Linked DNA regions of Anas platyrhynchos: region 1 is linked to region 2. A link is a contact called in public Hi-C data. All regions are on one chromosome and are shown on one strand. Each heading gives the region's core, a stretch centred on a gene start, on an enhancer-like site or on the middle of the called end of the contact. The rest is flanking DNA. Distances are from core to core; before and after follow the strand shown.

Region 1 (3,220 bases), core at 570-3,069, 43 kb before region 2:
CTTTCCTTCCTTCCTTCCGTGGAGAACTGGCAAACAAGCGGCAGCCTCCGTGCCTGTGCTGCTCAGGCAACGGCCCGCCGGGGGGGCTGGATGGGGGAGAACATTTGGATGCCAGATCAGTGTCTCATTAGGCGTTTCTTTAGCATATTTTACAAGTCTGCGGACAAACAGTAGTTAAGACTCAGATGGAGAAAAATTTATATGCTCCCTGCAGGAAAGGGGGCTCAGGCTGGGTCTGGGCGCTGCTGCTGCACCCAGGCTTGTCCCACGCTGTTGCTGGAGGTGCTGCAGCGTGCCCGAACAACCTGGCAGGCAGCAGGGGCGGCTGGCTCTGCCCAGCATCAGTTTTGAAACCCCAGCTCAATTAATTGACTGCTTTCTACTCGGAGATGAGGTTTAAGAGGGCAGAGTACAAAATGCAGGAGCAAGTGTGCAATCAGGCTGGGTTTACCCCCAAACTGTTGTAATGAATGGTAGTTTTGCCAGGTCATATGACGGAGTCAGCTGACTTTAATGGTGTTTTTAAGTGAGTGTTAGAGGAAGCATTAGGCTTCTGTTTCCTCATTGCTGTTGCTGTGTTTTTACCGTATTAGAGTCTTAATGTTTTTATTTTTTCCACAAACAAGATGACCTTGGCCGTCAGTGACCTGCTTGTAGTCTCTGGCATGGCAGTGGTGCGGTGGGGGCACTCCTCACACCCGTCCAGTATTGCCACGCTGGGGTAGGAGGTACCCCACACCAGCTGTGAGGAGGGAGGGATTGGAAGAGCCATCCAGGAGGAACAGAGTGCTAGTTTCAGGGGCCTGATGCTATGGCAGAGGGGACAAGCAGCTGGTCCCCCACTTGGGTGCATTTTGCTGTACAGCTGGAAGCCAAGTGGGTTTGCTCCAGTGGGGAAAAGCCAGCCCTGGCACCCCCGTAACTGCAGGGTGCAGACAGGCAAAGGGGCTGCCTCAGGTGCCTTCCAGCAAACAAATGGTTAAATGTGGGCCTGTGTCTTCTATATATGAAAAAGACGTAAATAAGTAGCGCCAGGCCTTGCTGACCCACATCGCGATTGCTGGCCAGAGAAATACTCGGCGTGCTTGGGCTGCACATACTTGGCGCTGTGCTCTGCCTCTGTGTGTTGCAGCTGCCGTGCTGCAGTTGCAAGCTTAATGAATAAAACTGACGTACAGAGCTCTTAGGTGTAGGTTTATTTTTATTTTTTGCTGTTTTTTGTGGAGTAAGGAAGAAATTAGTTGTGCCTTTTTAATCTGGGATTGCCATGCAAAGAGGGTTTGTATGAGAACTGCAGTAGTAATCAGTAAACTGGTGCCTTGGGAAGAGTGCCTGACTCTGAAGTTACTTTGTCTGTTTTCCCTCTGTGTAGACTGTGATGGGTGCATGGGTGGGTAAAAAAAAAAAAAATAAAAAAAAAAAAATCCTTGTGTGTGTCCGTGGGTCCTGCTCTTGCCTGTGCTGTTGGCTGCGAGGCTGTGAGCATGCGAGCAGCAATTTTATTTACGTTGGTCTGCTTTCAGCCTGTCACAGTAGATCTGTTTCACTTGTCGCTTTGTAAATCATTACATAGGATTAGACCTTTTACCATCTTTTAAGAATTCTGCAGTCATTTAAAGACTTTCCCCCTGCCTGGCTCAGCCGAGCGGCGGCGTTCCTCCTTGCAGAAACGACGCTGTGCGTGATGAGGAGGAAATGCTCCCTGGAAGGCGACCGACATTTTCAAAAGTGCTGTTCCACAAAGGAGACTTTGAACTGTGCTAAGCCTTTAAAAGTTGAATAATATTTTGAATGTTACTGTTCTAATGTTTTCCTATTGTCATGGGAGACTTGGATCGAGTCCCAGGGTTGTGGTTAACTTTGCCTCCAACTCTAAGGCCTTATTTATTACTGCTGAGGAGATGAACTTAAAGCTATTTCAGTCCTTTCTTCTTCAGCTCTTAAAATCAGTCTTAAGGTGTTCTGAGATTCTTTTTCTTAAACAAAAAAAGCTGAAAGGTGGCTGATTTTTTTTCTAACTGAGGGATCGTGGCGAGGTGCTACCTCCACGTGCTGCCAGGGTTGTTGCCTCATGCTGTGTAATGGCTGCGCCTGGCACAATCCCTGGGGCATTTGGGAATACGAGTAATAAGGTAGTTAGAAACACCATATGGGAAGAATGGACGTGGTATACGGAGGCTAAAATTAGGCCCACCCAAGTTAAAGGTATGCGTTTTTCCCACATACTGCTTTTAGTAACAACTTCAGTGTCCAGAGGCACAGGGCAGGTACACTGTTGTTGCTGTAGGAGAAAACAGGACTGACTGAGGCCTAGGTCTGGCACAGCTGGAAATGCCTCAGCTGGGCAAGTGTTGTTTGTCCAGTGTTCAGTGCTCTTGATTCTTCAGAGCTGTAGTTGTAAACTCTTCTGTGTTTATCTGACAAATGAAATACGAAAAATCTGTAGACTACAGGTGAGGAGGTTGCAGTGATGTTCAAAGAAGTAGGGATTTACTTGACAAAGGATACAACCCACATTTGTGGTTTCCTTTAAAGTCAGGTGGGTCCTCTTCCATCTCATGGCCTATTGAAGGTACGGTTAGAGCATCAATTTCAGTGGGATGAAGTTTTTTTGCGAAATCAAATGGATGAATACTTTAAGGACACAGGCTCTGTAAGTTCTCAGAAAACTGACTGAAGTATAAGAAGTAAATTCATCAACCTCCTCTGTGTTGGTCAAATCAGGACTTTCGTTACTATGTCCCTCTCTTGCACTGCCCTGTGCTTTTATTTGGCATAAGGTATGATTTATTTGACATGGGATAATCTGCATGTGGTTGCCATGACGGTATTTGAACTTCTGCTTTGAGGATGCAGGGTCTAAGGCTTCCATTGGTTGGTGAAGTCTCCAAGGGCTCATTTTCCATTTATATATACTTCCTGTCCATCCCCAGGAGCCTAATTATTAATGCAATAATATGTAATAATGGCTTATCAGACAAGATTGTTGGTGTAACTCGCTTTTGCCATACGTCAATTGTATGTTAAAAGCATTTGTTGGTTTAAATTGCAAGCTCAGTATGCTTCTTTACTGAATAACGATTCCTTGTAGGCTTCTGAAGGAATAGAAATCCTTTTCTATTTAGCGATGTTAAGGGTGTGCTAAATGCAAAATAAAGGTGGTTTCATAGTTAGGTTTTTGGCCCAGGTAAAAAATGTAATAAATTAAGCATGAGGCAGA
Region 2 (3,132 bases), core at 365-2,864:
ACTTCAGAGCCCTTTGTTAAAGATCCCTATAAAGGCACATGAATAGATACGGTTTTGTTGGAGAAAATGTCACCATATTCAGCTCACTCTCCTCTCAGATGAGAGAGGTGTCGAAAGCTTTTGCAGGGTTTGAGCTCAGAGGTGCCGGTGCTGGCATTGCTCATCCTCTGTAATTGGAGGCAGTGGCCAGTCACACCCAGCAGCAGGGAGGCGTTCGTTTGCTCAGGCTGCGTGCACCGACGTACACGAGCTGGTCTGAGTTGTTTGTCAGTACTTCTGCAGGTGAATGTGAATTTAAGCTTGCTTTTAAAATGTAAAAAATTTATGTTTTAATAAAATACATGTCATGTCCTTTACTCCTCAACAGAAGTTCAAATACCTGCTTGGGTGAAGGCTAACATTGCTGCATAGATAAGCCACTTTAAGATATGGACATCCCAACTTGGTAACATACTGTATATGAGCTGAACAGATTTACAAAAGAATAATAAAAAAGAAGGGGGGACTTATTTGTGCTGTGCACTGCATTAGCAAAAAATAAAAAAAAAAAAAGATCCGCAGATTTTCAGCTGTCCATCACACAAGCACATCAAAGGATCAGTTGTTTATTCTTTGGTATCTCTGGGTGGCTGTGACAGATCGTCAGGCAACCCTTTCTGTTATAACACAGACCAGATGTGAACCATTTTACAGAAAATACTGGAGAAGTTACTTTTTGTAATCAGTGGTAGCAGGGCCACACAGACTTCAGCTGTACTTTCAAGTCTCCTTCTCTCTCTTTCTTCAGCTGAATACCACGAGGGTACTAGCTGAAAGACTGATAACTTCTACCTAGCAGAAAGGTCTCACAAGCTTTATGCAGTATGGCAGAGTGATGATTTTCCTGAGTACTGAAACAAAACATGCACATGGAGAACAGAGATATCCACAGCAGCAGACTTAGACATATGCTCATAAAGTAATGTGGATATTGAAACTTACATAAGCATAACCATACACCCACACAACTTACAAGACTAGACTTATTTTCAGCTGTCTTATTATCAAAATTGCAATTTATATAACATTATGTGAGTTAAAGGAATTCATGAAGCAGAATTCCAGAATTGTTTGAACTTTCCTGTTTCTATAAACTTTCACTCTTTTCATCTTCAGGCTTGTTTCCATCGTAGCAAGCAGAGCAGTAACTCAGCCTGCGTAAGAAGTATCTTGTGAAAAGCACTGGAACTTGGAAGCACTGCAGAAAGCTGTTTTAGCACTTACTGTTAAGCTAATTACAGAACGTTTCCTTTAGACCCAGTCACTCATAAGGCTGCTGGCAGCCCCCCACTGAGCACCCCGTGAGGAGCTCCGCACGCTGCTGTCCAGTGCTGCCCAGGCTGCGCCGAGCAGCAGGGCCGGCCTGCCCAAAGCAGCAGAGGTGCAGGCCTCAGCCCCAGGCAGTTTGCTTTCCTGGACTGGAAACAAGTCCATTTTGTGGGAGGAGCACGATGCAGTTATTCCCAAAGACTACGAGCGTTAATCTCTTCACGTGGCTTTGTGAACCTGGGCTGGGTTCTTTATTTGTGTACGGCTCTGTTAGGCAAAACGGTGGCGCGGTTGCTGCGAGCATGCGCGTGGGTGTTCGTGCTCAGGGCTCAGCCTCTCCAGAGGTGCATGCAGGAGCTGGGACCAGTGTGACATTTGTGTGCCTTGCTGGGTCTTGCAGGCAAGCTCCATCCTCCTGGGACTAACTGCAGCCATGGTTTTATTTTCCCTGCTCAGGCCTAAGGGGTTTGTGTCACACACTTAAAACTGGAACGTGGCTTTGGTCAAAGATCGCCGTCCTAAGCTGTGACATTTGGGTGCGTTGCAGCTCCGGCTGAATAAAACCCGCTGCCTTCCCTTGTTCGAGCACTGCGAAGTTAGCTGGGTGTTTGAGTATAAAGGAGTTCACCATTATAAAACCGGGCAATCTGCAGAGAATGAGGAAGCTGAGCGCGAGCCTGCAAGCACAGCTTGTGTACATATTTGTTGAAAGCTAATTGGCAACGCAGTTGCCTTTCAAAGTTGTTCTTTCACCTATCAGTAGAGCACAACTCTGGTACTTAATGTACTGTAGATTACGTAAACACTACCCTGAAATATTTGTACAGGCAATTAACTCTTGTTTTTACACTACTTGGAGTTACAAATGGAATCTTGCTGCAGAGCTTGGAATACTTCTGTTCTGAGCTATATTTCATAATTAAATTAAATAATACTTTCGTCCAACTGGCGAGCATTGAGAAAAACAAGGGGTTGGTTATGCTGCGAGGAGCTGACAGTCTTTAAAATTCAGTATCCAAGAAACACTGACACAGTTTGTACCACATTGTTGAGGAAAAACGTTATTCACGAGAATTTTATCTGGAACAAATGCCTGCCTCCTGTTGGGTTGTGGTGTTTGAGGACTGCAAATGCTTATATAAGTAACGTTGGTCTGTATTTTCTATGGTTTCTGATGGAGCAGCTCAAGGCATGCACGCGGCATAGGATAGTTGTTATCAGTTGTGCTGGTCTCATCTAGCATGGTGTTGATCACTCTGAGGATACGTAGACACATTTATTTTTTTTTCCTTCTTTCTCTTCTCAGACTTGGTTATCTTACAGATATTTTTGTCCCTGATGGAATTAAGTCAGAGCTCTACAATTTGTGCCGAATAATAAATCTACTAAAATGTAACCAATTGGTAACAACAGTCTCAAAGCTAGTTCTTCATCCTCTACAGTTTATTCACAAGTACTTGACCTAATACGACCATGAACTTGAATAAAATGTTAATAGATTTTATTGCGGTTCCTAGAGTGACTTGCTGCCATGATAATAAACCAACATTTATAACACCAATGGCTGTAGCACATTGGTGCTTAACAGAAGTGTAGATAATTTGCTCCCTGAAGGTGTGGTGAGGGACTGCTTAAATTAGTTCAGCAGTACTTTACATATAATCAAACAGGCTGAAGGAGGTAGAAAATAAAACTAAATGAATCAACCCCCCCCTTCATACCTTTCTTGTATGAAGACCTCACAACTAGATTAGATTGCAGTTGATTGCACTTATTTCTGAAGAAACTATTTTTTAGTATGTTGCAGAGCAGTGCAAAAGTGTT

Evidence for each region. A called contact is a pair of places that touch in the nucleus more often than the background predicts.
Region 1: a contact with region 2 is called in a Hi-C map of subcutaneous adipose tissue, with 1.8 times the contacts expected there. The contact joins two enhancer-like sites. A contact is called at or near these places in 3 of 8 Hi-C or Micro-C datasets (liver, skeletal muscle and subcutaneous adipose tissue).

What each region holds. Positions count from the first base shown.
Region 1 is chr6:16,170,555-16,173,774 of IASCAAS_PekinDuck_T2T, reverse strand. The region is part of intron 1 of ZMIZ1 (zinc finger MIZ-type containing 1); the gene reads left to right. Among named protein-coding and RNA genes, the nearest start is that of ZMIZ1, 22 kb to the left of the region's middle. Within about 2 kb of position 1,819, at least 2 of the 8 cell types and tissues checked have an H3K27ac peak or open chromatin away from gene starts, as enhancers often do. A contact at or near this core is called in subcutaneous adipose tissue, where this site is marked.
Region 2 is chr6:16,127,368-16,130,499 of IASCAAS_PekinDuck_T2T, reverse strand. The region is part of intron 2 of ZMIZ1 (zinc finger MIZ-type containing 1); the gene reads left to right. Among named protein-coding and RNA genes, the nearest start is that of ZMIZ1, 65 kb to the left of the region's middle. Within about 2 kb of position 1,614, at least 5 of the 8 cell types and tissues checked have an H3K27ac peak or open chromatin away from gene starts, as enhancers often do. A contact at or near this core is called in subcutaneous adipose tissue, where this site is marked.